Linked DNA regions of Danio rerio: region 1 is linked to region 2. The links are chromatin contacts, called in public Hi-C maps. All regions are on one chromosome and are shown on one strand. The core of a region is the stretch at or near the end of the contact, and the rest is flanking DNA. Distances in the headings are between cores, read along the strand shown.

What was found. Hi-C and Micro-C count contacts between places; a contact is called where the count stands out from the background.
Region 1: a contact with region 2 is called in a Hi-C map of hematopoietic stem cells, with 2.7 times the contacts expected there. The contact joins the promoter of pdcd2 here to the promoter of acta1b in region 2. A contact is called at or near these places in 4 of 18 Hi-C or Micro-C datasets (caudal fin, embryo, hematopoietic stem cells and 1 more) and 1 of 4 datasets of contacts at active chromatin or transcription factors (gastrula embryo).

The regions. Positions count from the first base shown.
Region 1 is chr13:27,579,252-27,585,973 of GRCz12tu, reverse strand. pdcd2 (programmed cell death 2) reads right to left here and starts at 1,331. Exons shown (of 6, transcript NM_001045138.1): 1 at 917-1,331; 2 at 1-156. The coding sequence starts at 1,232. It overlaps rhoua (ras homolog family member Ua), which reads left to right and starts at 2,199. Exons shown (of 4, transcript NM_001007443.1): 1 at 2,199-2,842; 2 at 4,144-4,202. The coding sequence starts at 2,590.
Region 2 is chr13:27,462,874-27,469,493 of GRCz12tu, reverse strand. acta1b (actin alpha 1, skeletal muscle b) reads right to left here and starts at 3,959. Exons shown (of 7, transcript NM_214784.2): 1 at 3,913-3,959; 2 at 2,474-2,613; 3 at 2,063-2,387; 4 at 1,797-1,958; 5 at 803-994; 6 at 537-718. The coding sequence starts at 2,602. It overlaps abcb10 (ATP-binding cassette, sub-family B (MDR/TAP), member 10), which reads right to left. Exons shown (of 14, transcript XM_073920892.1): 14 at 6,204-6,620.

The sequences.
Region 1 (6,722 bases), core at 82-2,581, 120 kb before region 2:
GAGAGCAGGCCTTCTGTCCCAGACAACCACACAGCCTGCACAGTTTGAGTCCTGAACCCAAAACCTGAGCATCATGTACTGGCTGTTCAGGCTTTTCGTCAGGAGGAGGATTAAAAGGGTAAAACACATTTTTCCTTGGTAACTGACTTCTGAACACTGAAAATGGGAATAGTGCAGAACAGAAATGTGAGAAATGGTGCCCATATTTAATATGTTGTCATCGCATGTTGTTTTAAGTTCATAAAACTTTCTTTCTGTTTAAAAAAAAAAAAAAAAAACCTTTAAAGAATGATGATTAGTTGAATAGTTTTGGATCTCGTTGATTTCCTTAAATAGACATGAATCTGTTTGTTGACAAGCCTTTGTTAGTTAATAATGGTTACCCGTTTACATCAGATTTCAGGAAAGGACCTAATATTCACCTCAATAGTATTAAAAAGTTTAATAAATAAATGACAAAATATATCTAAAACTCAGTCAAGCTAATAGAATCAAGACTTTCTCTATAAATATAAAAGGAAATGCTGTGAAAATGTCTTACTGTTAAACATAAGTTAGAAAAGCTTCCTAAAATGGTTTAAATTTCACCACAAAGCTAAAACAATATTATTGTAGCTAAGATTTGTGTACATTACATTTCATTCAACATCAGTTGAATCACTCTTTTAATTTTAGTAATTTTAAGTGCTTCTATCAGATAATGCTCATTTACCCACACTAGAAACACAACATCCTTTAAAGTATATGCATGCTGTCGACTTCACAGAACAAAATAAAGGCATGCTAAGTTTGGAACTACACGAAGGTCAGGAAATGACCAACTTTCATATTTAGCTGACCGTATCGTTTTAATGCATCTTAATAAAAATACTATACACACATGAACAACTACTACGGTATTTTGACAGTTCGTTACCTTTAAAACACTTGCTGTCGTTTCGAGTATAGCAGGCTGGTGTCTTGCAGCAGAACACAAACAGTGTCCTGTGAAAACATCGATCATATTCAGTGACTGGCGCATAAACCTGCAGAAGAAACACCGCCGGCAGTTTGCACTCCTCGCACTGTAACTCAGACACGGCTGGTAAATCCGACTGGCTCAGCCACGCTGGTCGCCCGCCGACTTTACTTGGAAACTGGTCACTCAGAAGCTGCCATGATTCTGCCTCCTCTAAGAAGCCCAGCACGACTTCACTGTGTGTATTTGACTCTTTCACTGTATTTGCAGCCATCTGTCAAACTCTCACAACATTCAGAGCTGAGAGTTTGGGAATCATGTGCGGGTGTTTGTTCAACTGAGACTAAGGCTCGGGTTAAACAAGATCTCAGACAAACGTTCCATACTCAAATAAGCAGATAATTAAAAAAAAGAATATGTAGCTCTCTGATATGTTACTAATATAGAATTTAATGATTTAAAAAGGTAATATTAACTTATATGCACTATTAACTCAAGTTAAACGTCTTTATCTTGTTAAATTACAAATTATACCGCTTGTCTAAAAGATGGCGTCTTTGTGCTTCTGTTTTTAACGTTGTAGTCATAAAATACTTTTAAGGAATTGGTTAAAACTAAAATAATTCATTTTCATAATAACAATTAGATAATGATTTAGTTGTTTTAGTAAACAATAATACATCAACTGCTTAATGTACATGTGGAACGACCCCTCAGGGAGCCACAAGAGAGCGCTCGTTGTCTGTGGAGAAATGTTTGGAGAAAAAGCATAAACTATGGAAATAAATACATATAAATTACTGGTATTTAATCATTTAAATTATTGTTAACAGTAAGTTCTGTGTGTGTGTATGTATATTCAGTTTTGATATCTATTCATAATTTACTATTTATCTTGTATGCAATTATGATTATTTTGCATGTGTGTGAATAGATTATAAATAGATGTATTAAAATATATTAAAAATACAAAAAATGACTGAATTTTAAAAACTAAACATTCTTTAGAAAAAAACATTATTTTTAATGCTCTTTAGACATTTTTTATCTTATTGAGATTATCCGTGATAACAAATGAAAATGCTGACGCGTGTGTTCTCGCCAGTTCAGTTGAGTTTATCAGTAATGACAACAGGTCTGCTGAACTTCAGTTCACGGATGACTGCAGTTCACTGAGGATGATGTCATGGGCCGTGTCTCAAACCCTAGTCATTTGCCTATCTAGGGTACGCCCAAAAGTGTCCCGCGCGCTTCAAACCCCGGTCTAGTAGGCGGTAGGCAAAGCATTGAGACACAGGCAGAGTGTTTGAGAGTGAAGTGTGTTCAGTTCAGTTCAGTTTTTTTGAGAGGGCGGAGGAGGGCTCGTCTCATGAGGGCATAACGTCAGTGTACGTGTGGGCTTCCTATTTATTTTTGCTTCAGAGTTGATTTGTTTTATATCCAGACAAACCAAACACTTCTTGATTTGAGATGTAGCCTTTAGCGGACTGTTTTCCTCTACAATAAATGGACACCGCGGTGAAACCGGAGACTAGTGCTCCTCTCTCTCTCATTCACGAGCGACAAGTGAGATGATAAACTGCTGAAAGTGGCGTTAAGGCTCCGGGACGCTGTTTGCAGTGTTTGCAGCGATGCCTCCGCAGGGAGGAGGTGGAGAGTATAAGCCCGTTCCCGGTACGGTCGTGCCGCCGGTTCCGCCGCGGAGGCTGAGGAGCAGGGACCTGTCCTCTGCGGTCAAGAGTCGCTTCGGGACGGCGGCGGAGCGCAGGGTGAAGTGCGTACTTGTTGGGGATGGTGCAGTGGGTAAAACCAGTCTGATTGTGAGCTACACTACTAACGGATATCCCACTGAGTATGTCCCAACAGCGTTTGACAACTTTGCAGGTAAATATCACTCCAGCATTTATAACCAAAAGAAAAAGGTAAATCTAAATTAAAATAATCTAATTAAAATAATATATTAATAGCCTAAATATATGGTAGCATCCAGCAATCGGTTAGAAAACCCAGTTTTAGTTGGTGCGACTAGTTTTAGTTGAATAAAGCTGACCAGTATGGTACAAAATGCTGATCATCTTAGACCAGTAATAAACCAGCTACTTACTGGTTAAATTATAATAATACTGTTAGTCAGTGTTTACTAATGAGATTTGCAAACAGTTTTTTTTTTTGAAAGTAATAAGCTTGAACCTAAAACTTAGTTGTAATTTACAAACTCAATAAATACATTTTCACCTGGGAAACAAAAATGCCTATGCAATAGAGGAAAAATATTTTGAATATTTGACAATTATTCAGATAAATGTTACTCAGACACATTAAAACTATCTATCTGTCTGTCTATCTATCTTGTTATAAAATATGATATATGCATTTTGGCAAGGGGTAAAGATTGAGATAATGAAATTTATGCAGTTAGATTTACCCTTTACTCTCCTGTTTTTCTTGCTTGATAGGATACCCTTGGATGTATTTAATAAAAACCAGAGATATTTACTATATATACTTTTACTAAGTGCAAGAAAGACTATAACAATAAATAAAATGAGGCCACACCCTCCAACAATAGCACAGTAGATAGGAAAACCTGAATTAAATATAGAATGGAATATATGACTTCTCAACTTCAATTGAAATTGGATATTTTTAAACAAAGGTGGGCACCTGTTACTATGTGTCTGAACATGGCAACAGGACATAGTATTCCCAGCTGTATCCTTTGAAATTTGAAAATGATGTACGTGTCTTTTTGTAATTTGTTTTTATTTACTGGTAGTGTTATTTGTTGTTGTTGTTGTTGTTGTTGTTGTTTTATAATTTTTTAAATACTGCTGCTTTCACTGACTTTAATTCTGTAAAATGTTTTAATGTTAAAAAATAAAATAAAATATTATATATTAATATTATATTTGCATAATTTCATATATATATATAAACTATACTATGTTATATAAAATGATTTATTATAATAAAATAATTATAATATAATAATATTATGTTCATATCATGAGGTTAAACAAAAATAACACAAATGCCTATTTAAAACATTACATTGTTTTACAGTGACCTCATTAAAATTTGTCAGATGGCCACATGATTGGCCACAGTTCATCTGTCTTAATAATGTGCACCGACTTACGAGAGATAAAATCAACTGATAAAACTGAATCTGTTTTTCTGTGCAGCGGTTGTAGCTGTGGATGGCAAGCCTGTGAAACTTCAGCTTTGTGACACTGCCGGTCAGGTCAGTCCAATAAGCCTACTCAGCACCACCAGACCCAAACAAACCGGCTCACACAAACACATTAAAGCCAGTGCAAGTTCATCATGTCGCTGTATGAGGATGACATGCTGTTTGTTCAAACACACGCTTGTTGAAGGCTTCATCTCTTCACTGTAACAGACTCATGACTCACGTCCTAATTAATCATACGCCTGCCTATCAGCAAGATAAGAGGGAAAGTGATTCAGTTTTGTTTTGCTTACTCAGGATAAGGATTTCTGGTAAAGTTCAGCTGAAGTTTGCAGGCCAGGCATCATAAGGAAGTATAGGCTTCATCCTATGGGAACGCACTGTTGTAGGTCACTTAGTGTGTCTCTTTCTTTGTGGGAGGGAGAAACCAGCAGCCCTAGGGAACCGCAAATGGGAAGCAGTCTAATTGTGATAAATTGGGCTTGATCCCAGGGAAAGGGAGACCTACTTTCAGTCCGGGTACAGCTGGGGCTAGTCACTGGAAATGTGAGATCAGTGTGTTTTCGATGAGTTTAGCAAGCTAAGGAGACACGGTGAAGGGAGGCAAGCCAAGAGACATTTGAATCAGCCATGTTTAGGCCAGTGCAGGGAGAGAAAGACACATAGAAAGTCTTGAGTCTTGAGAATTTATTTGTATAAGTTTGTGCATGCTTTTTTACCAAATTGTACATTTGAATGACATTTGCCTTCGTTTAGCGCTACTTAAAGCGATAGTCCACCCAAAAATGAACATTTTCTTAGCATTTACTCACTCTCAAATGATTCTAAACTTTAATGATTATTTATATATATATATATATATATATATATATATATATTCTTCTATTGAACTCAAAAGAAGATATTTTGAAGAATGTTGGGGAAAAGCAACCATTTGTATCTATAGTACTAACAAAAATATTATGGTTGTCAATGCTTTTTCCCAAGGATTTTCAGTATATATTATTTTGTGTTTAACAGAAGAAACAACTTAAAATAGGTTTGAAACAAGTGGAGGAAGAGTAAACAATGCAGACTTTTCATTTTTGGGTGAACTGTCTCATTAAAGTGTCTTCTAGAGTAGAAAACAATAGTAAAATCACATGCATCTCTGATCAAGCACTCCTATTTACTTATAATATACATGTCACATCACATCACATTATTTCCCAATGAATCAAGATTCAAAGAGTCAATTCTGAGAGTGTGCTCATCTCTGATTGGCCAGATGAACCGGTCTGTTATGATTGGTCTACTGCTTACAGCGCATCAAATAGCTTATTTTAGCACGGTAAAGATGTCATTGATTTTTGCCATATTAATATGACCCAGAATCCAATGATGAAACATCAAGAACATCAAGATTGAACAAGAACAAGTTGACCCATTTGAACCTCCATCTCCTATGCAGAATGTTTTTTTTTAGTTTTGAGAATTATTAACCAATCAGACATGTTTCTAGTTATGAATGTTTGTTTCTGGTAACTTATGAACTTATGAGCACAATGGCCAATAGGAGGCATCTAGATTAGTAATTGTGGTATATGCTGGAGTTTGGCTGAGTGGACCTGAGATTAATTATTGGAATTATTGGTGAATCATTTCAGCATTTCAAAATTGGCTCTTTTTTTTTTTTTTGAAACAATAATTTTACCAGTCATGCACCTTAAACCTTTTCAGATCATTTACACTCATTAATGGCTATATTGCACACTGCATTAAAGACAACATCTAAAAAGCACTATAATAGCACTTTACTGTTTATCTTTACAAGAGCAAAAAAAAACAAAAAACATATTACCCTTTTAAATGTGATATCTTTAAGAAATCAAAAATGTAATATCCTCAATAATACTGTTATAAAAATACTTTAGAGTCAAGGGTTTTATTTATTTATTTATTTTAGAGTAAGTAGTGTAGAAACTTAATGTCAATACATGCAGCTATTTAAAAAACACAGAAGCCAACATAATTGCATATATTATTACATTATAGACAATGGTTGTTTTTTATGAGTTAGAATGTGGTCGGTTGACTAATTAATAGAAGAAAGCATCTTTGGACAGAAACTATGAACATCTAAGAACTGAAACCAAGCTGGAGACTCATAAGGAATTGTAAGGGAGATGGAATGCAGCAGTAATAAACAACAGATCTCACATTTGTGTTCTAGCCTTTATATCTCATGCTGCTGACATCACAGCGGGTCCTGATATTTCAGAGATATGGAATCGTATGACTTGGAAGTTTTCAGTTTAGAAGATTAAAGTCCCATTATTGTACAATAAGGCTGCTTTGTGGCATTTAAAGTTGTAAAAAAAAAATTGTATTTACACTTTTGCTCAAAGTTTTGAAGTCAGTATAAGATTATTTATTAATATTTTTCGAAACATTAAAATGATTGAACTACATTTATAATAATAGAAAATTATAGAAAATATATATCCAATAGGGCAACACTGTGGCTCAGTGGTTAACACTGTCACCTCACAGCAAGAAAGTCTCTGGTTCGAGTCCCGGCTGGGTCAGTTG
Region 2 (6,620 bases), core at 2,710-5,209:
GTGTAAAATTTCATTCATAATGGTCTTAAAAGGGTCTTTAAAAAGTCTTCAAAAAAAAAAAAAACCCTGTATTATAAACAAAAAACCCTGTATTATAAACAATACTATGCAGCCACAATTGAAATAAAAATTCATGATTAAACTGATCTGTTCGGTTTGGAGCAATATTAACAAATATTAGGACACTAAACTTGTACTCTAATGCATCAGAGCATGTATTAGATAACAAACACAATAATCTGCTAATTACAGATACTAATTTGAAGTAGAATAATATTCTGTTTTTTTTTTTTAGAAAATAAAAAGAACGTTTCAATGAACAGTAAAACAGTTATGAATGCTTACAAAATATATACGGTGTATCAATTTGATGTAGAGATACTTTTGTGTGTTTTTGTAATTTTAATAAAATAACAATGCTAGAATAAAATATACACACATGTAAGAAAGTTATGTGTGTTTTATTTCAATGTGAAACCTGTAAAAGGTCTGGCTTGGCAGTTCTAGTGTTAAAAGGACAAGCATAAATACATTACCTTGATCTTCATTGTGCTGGGGGCCAGAGCGGTGATCTCCTTCTGCATACGGTCAGCAATACCTGGGTACATGGTGGTACCACCAGACAAGACATTGTTGGCATACAGATCCTTCCTGATGTCAATGTCGCACTTCATGATGCTGTTGTAGGCGGTTTCATGGATGCCAGCAGACTCCATACCTGTTCACAACACTGTGTTAATGAAATGGTATAGTTCTTACTAAAAAACAAACAGATGTTCGAGTAAGGTTTTTCTTTACACACCAATGAAGGAAGGCTGGAAGAGGGTCTCTGGGCAGCGGAAACGCTCATTTCCAATGGTGATGACTTGGCCGTCGGGCAGCTCGTAGCTCTTCTCCAGGGAGGAGGAAGAGGCAGCGGTGGCCATCTCATTCTCAAAGTCCAGAGCCACATAGCACAGCTTCTCCTTGATGTCACGCACAATCTCACGCTCAGCTGGAAAACAGAGGTGTAGGTGAGCCAGTTGCCAACATAACACAAATCACAAATAGTGTACAAACCAGAGTTATGATAGGATGGTGATAATTTTAATGTTTAGATAGATAGATAGACAGACAGATAGATCAAAAATTTTGTTGATTACTAATACTATATTATTAATGATAGCTGATACATGGCCTGATAATTATTTGCATTATTAGATTTTAAATAATAATAATAACAATTGACTAAAATTTGTCATTTTAATTGTTATAATTATTTAGGCATCAAGTAAGTATTATGAAATGTATAAAAAAAATCTATTTTCATTTTGAGTTTTGCTAAAAATTACATTTAACAGAGAAAAAACTATAAAAAAAACGACTTTAAAATTATTTAGGATGAACTTTAACTCAGTGTTAGATGACATCAAAGGTTATGTACTGTAAAACATGAAAATATTGGCCAAAATACTCTACTGTACTGTACTTTAAAAGTCTACTATAACTTTAGGTAGGTTTTTTCTTGAAATATACAGTAAAATAAGAGTGCTACAATAAAAATATTATTACAATTTAAAATAATCATGTTATTTTCAGAATTCTTTAAAGAGAAAGTTGAAAAAGAATTTGATTAAATTAAAATAAAATGTTTTGTTTCAATGGTTTGTTCAATTGAATTGATTCATACTGAAAAATAAATGTGTTTTTCTTGCATTAAAAACCTTTGAAAGGTGGTGTATATGCACCCAAATTTCATTTGATGAAATAAAACAACATCACTGTTAATATAACACAGAAATGACTGAAATTCCTACCGGTTGTGACGAAAGAATAACCGCGCTCAGTCAAGATCTTCATGAGGTAGTCGGTAAGATCACGACCAGCCAGATCCAAACGCATGATGGCGTGTGGCAGAGCATAACCCTCATAGATGGGGACATTGTGGGACACACCATCACCAGAGTCCAGCACGATACCTTAAATACAGAATAAAAAATGGTCAGAATCCAGTAAAACATATTGGGTCTTACCCATATATATTAGCAGCATTTGATCTATTAGGTGTTAAAGTTCCTCTCACCAGTGGTACGGCCAGAAGCGTAGAGGGACAGCACAGCCTGAATGGCCACATACATGGCTGGGACGTTGAAGGTCTCAAACATGATCTGGGTCATCTTCTCACGGTTAGCCTTGGGGTTCAGAGGGGCCTCAGTCAGCAGAGTTGGGTGCTCTTCAGGGGCAACACGGAGCTCATTGTAGAAGGTGTGGTGCCAGATCTTCTCCATGTCGTCCCAGTTGGTAATGATGCCGTGCTCGATGGGATATTTCAGAGTGAGGATACCCCTCTTGCTCTGAGCTTCATCTCCTACGTATGAGTCCTTCTGACCCATACCCACCATGACACCCTGCAAGAAGCAAATTTAGATTTTTAATTGTCATGATATTTAGATTAAGCTTACTGTGTTAAAGAGGAAAATGCAGCAGAACATACCTGGTGACGGGGGCGACCAACGATGGAGGGGAAGACGGCTCTGGGGGCGTCATCACCAGCAAAGCCAGCCTTCACCAGGCCGGAACCGTTGTCGCACACAAGGGCGGTAGTCTCGTCGTCGTCACACATCTTGATGTATTCTGAAAGGCAAGATGCTGTCTCAGTACAGGCTCAGATAATTTTGTAACATTTTTTTTTTTTGCTTTGATTGGCAAATATCTTTGTGTTTCAATTACTCATAGTTGGAATTAGAGCACGTTTTTAAAAATCATATGTAAAATTAATTAATTGATTTTAATTAAATAATTTTGATTAAATAATAAATGAATATGAAATGGCCTTATAGAGCTGTTTTTCTGGTTTAACAAATTAATATTGAGAAGGATTGGATTAGGTGCAGTTTAATGCAAAGATATTGAATTAAGACTGAAAAGTGATTCTGCAGTTCACTTTTCAATTTCATCTTTGTTTCCATCTATTTACCTTGCCAAAATATTTTCTATCTGTTGTACTTGTGTCGGTTTCATGACTCATTTTAAGTTAAAGTTTCTAAATGATTATCATTCATTACTAATGAAAGGTGAATGACTGCATATCTGAAATAAAACAAATATTTTACAGCAACACACATTTGTCAGTTTATACTTGTTTTAACATTTGAATTTAACCTTTGCTTTAATCCACCTTACTTGTTATACTATTTTGTACTTCTGTATTTTTGGTTGTATGATTTATGAATAACTTTTAAGACTCAGTTTATGAGTCAAACAAATTTATTCATTAATTTTATTAAAATAATTTTAAAGAGATTAAAATTGTATTTTCATTAAACAGATGCAATTATGAGGTAACTAAATGCTAAACTAGTAAAAAATTTACATTTAGTAAAGAAATATAAGAACAATTAGTCATGACAGCACGTTTTTTTAGTTTATTGTAACTTATTAAACTAAGTTAATCATGTTCTAACTTATTTTTATAAGTTATGCAAGTAGTTTTAAGTCAGTTTAACTCAATATATGTTCAATTGACTTATAATGTTAATTTGATTTAGCTTAAAATTTTAAGGCAAATAACATTTCTTACAGTGTAGTAAATAATAGTAATTTTGTAAGCATTCTTTAGAGTTTACTTTACAATTTATGAGTAAATTAAGGATGACTGAATGAATGTAATGAGAAAGTAGCCTTAGCTGACAAATCTGTTATCCTAAAATATGATTATTACTTAAATTAACAACACAGACAACGACAACATAAAAAACTATTATACATGCTTTTAAATAATGAATTAATTAAGGCTATCATTTATTCCAGATTACCATGAAATCCTGTTAGCCTACTGTCACTAAATAAACAAATCTAACTAGCCTTAAATCTAATAAAGTCAACTTAACTACCATATACCAGTATTGCATGCGTTTAACCACGTCCTCTTACCTTTCTCTGCTGAAGCTCAGTGCAGAACAACCGCTGGTGGATCCAGTCACAAACTGCCTGAGGCACCGGCACTTTATATACTCACCGCGTTTGTCGCCATGTGTACAATTGAGGATATCTGTATGTTCGGTTGGAGTTTTTCCTCATTCTTCAACCATATTAGGCACTGGCAGGGTAAGTGAGGGGTGATTTCCTAGAGAAGCGGCGTGTCTCCCCCTGTCCTGCAGGGTCATAGTGAGCAGGACTGTCCATTTACGGTTTGACAGTCATCACTGCAGGCCCAAGTGTGGCCTGTATAAGGAGCTGGGCGGTGCTGATACCAACACCAGCCTTCTCCACATGGTGCTCCACCGTATTAGTGTATTATATCTGTAAGAGAGTACGCTTTGTTCACAAACAGTTTGATATAACAGTGTTGCTGAAGTAGATTCTTAATGTAGTTTTTACCAACGAGATTGAAATGATGATTTCAGTGATGAAAATGTAGAAAATTTTTTAATGTAGTTATTTTGTAAGACGTTAATGTATGTACAATAATTTATTTCTATCTCCTAACACTGTATGAATAATGCTGTAAAAAGCCTTCACAAATAAATACACATCGTAAAGAAAGTCATGTAGGTGAATTGTGTGGGTAGTCTGAATTTTAAGACGTGCGTTTTCTATTTTAGACACTAGAGAAAATTTGTAGGCTACCATCTGTTCACTGCTCATTTACTGCCAGTTTTCCAGGCAGATTTACTGGATGGTGTTCATGATATTTTATTTTTATTTATCTTTTTCTGTCTCTATCTATATATTAAATACATATTTAAAATATTTGATGACACATTCAAAGAATAAGGATCACTGTGCAGCCTTAATTCATTGTAAGTTTAAATATTTGCTGCTATGTTCTTCACATGTTCTTCACATTTGCTGCTATGTTCTTCTATGTTCTAGAACGCTATGTTCTAGAACATGATTAACTTAGTTTAATAAGTTACAATAAACTAAAACAAACATGTTCTGTCATGACTAATTGTTCTTATATTTCTTTACTAATTGTACATTTTTTACTAGTTTAGCATTTAGTTACAATTTAAACAATTTTCACCTCATAATTGCATCTGTTTAATGAAAATACAATTTTAATCTCTTTAAAATTATTTTAATAAAATAAATGAATAAATTCGCTTGACTCATAAACTGAGTCTTGAAAGTTATTCATAAATCATTAACCAAATTAACCACTAGGTTTTTACATTTTGTTTTAATTCCTGTTATCACTGCGATTATCCCTGAAAACCATAATAGGTATTTATGCGTGGAATGCAACCCAGATGATGATAACACACTGAAGGGCCCCTGGATCACCTTATCAAGGCAAGGGACTTGACTTCCACCTTCTGCCTGCCATAAAAGACACGCAAGTGGCTCCCCTGTTTATGCATGAATGGTTTTATTGTGGATTTATACTATGGGTATGTTGTGATCTTTGTAATTTCATTTGACTTCTTTTTATATCACATGATAGCTGATAATAAGGGTTGTAACAACATGTCATGGGCTATAAGCATCAGACTATTGGAATTTGCTGAGATGTTTGCACCCTTTCAAATGAAATTGAATATGAATACATATGGATGGAACTATTATTTCTCTAATGTGTTGACATTTTACTTTCTAAACATTTTTTCCAAGCATTAAGGTAGACACTAGTTTATTATGCTTTCTATATATTTAAAGTCTCTTGTTCACATGCTTTTGACTGATACAGTATCAATATTTTATATCTGAAAGAGCTAGGATAGAATATTGGGTGGTAATATTTTATTATTTGTTGCTGGGTGGTGTGTGACTGCTCTGCATTCTTTACTCTAAAGAGGCCCCTGTGTCTCTGTGCAAGCAGATATGCTGCCATAGTTGGTCCTGGAGCTTATGTTGAGCAGCTGAATGAGTCTTGAAGGCAGTAGCCACAGTCACTTAAGGAGCTTACAACAGCTCCTGCAAACCACAATCTCCTTGCTTGAATTTAAGCAGGCCTGGTGATTTGGATTTTGAGGTTAAGAGAAGGACACAATCCTAATGAAACTACTTAAGTACTGAGTTGTAGTAAAGTCTGAAAGTGATCAGTTTCTTACATCAGCTATTTTGTAATAGTAGATCCAATTCAAATCTTTCATTTAGCCAACTTACTGTACAGTATGCTGCCCCCTCTTGGTTTCCATAATAATATGCCATTTATTTTCAATGGTCAACAGCCCCCTCTTATGGCATGTGTATGTTCTCACAGAAGGTCATGCCACGTCCAAAGTTACAATGTCATTTATTAGGAAGAGTGCAGATAAAACAATAGAAAACAAATAATACACATTTCACAAACTTAAACCTAATAAGTTACCACACTAAATATTAAAATCTTCTAAAATTCCGAATAGATTTATTTTTATTTCAGTGGCACATATATAAATATATATATATATATGTATATACAGGCTGTAGATGAAAGTACATTAAAATATCTCTGTTATAGTGTTCTCGTATACAACTGAGACAATAATATATACCCTTTTTTGTCTATTACAATAGTCCATACAGGTGCTGCTTTTAAATCAATATCTTCATTATTGACAACAGAAAATGGCACTGTAACCAGGTCAAAGTTTGATTTACATCCCAGTTAAAGCTTTGTGGTTTAGGATTTAGGCACGATACATTGACATCAG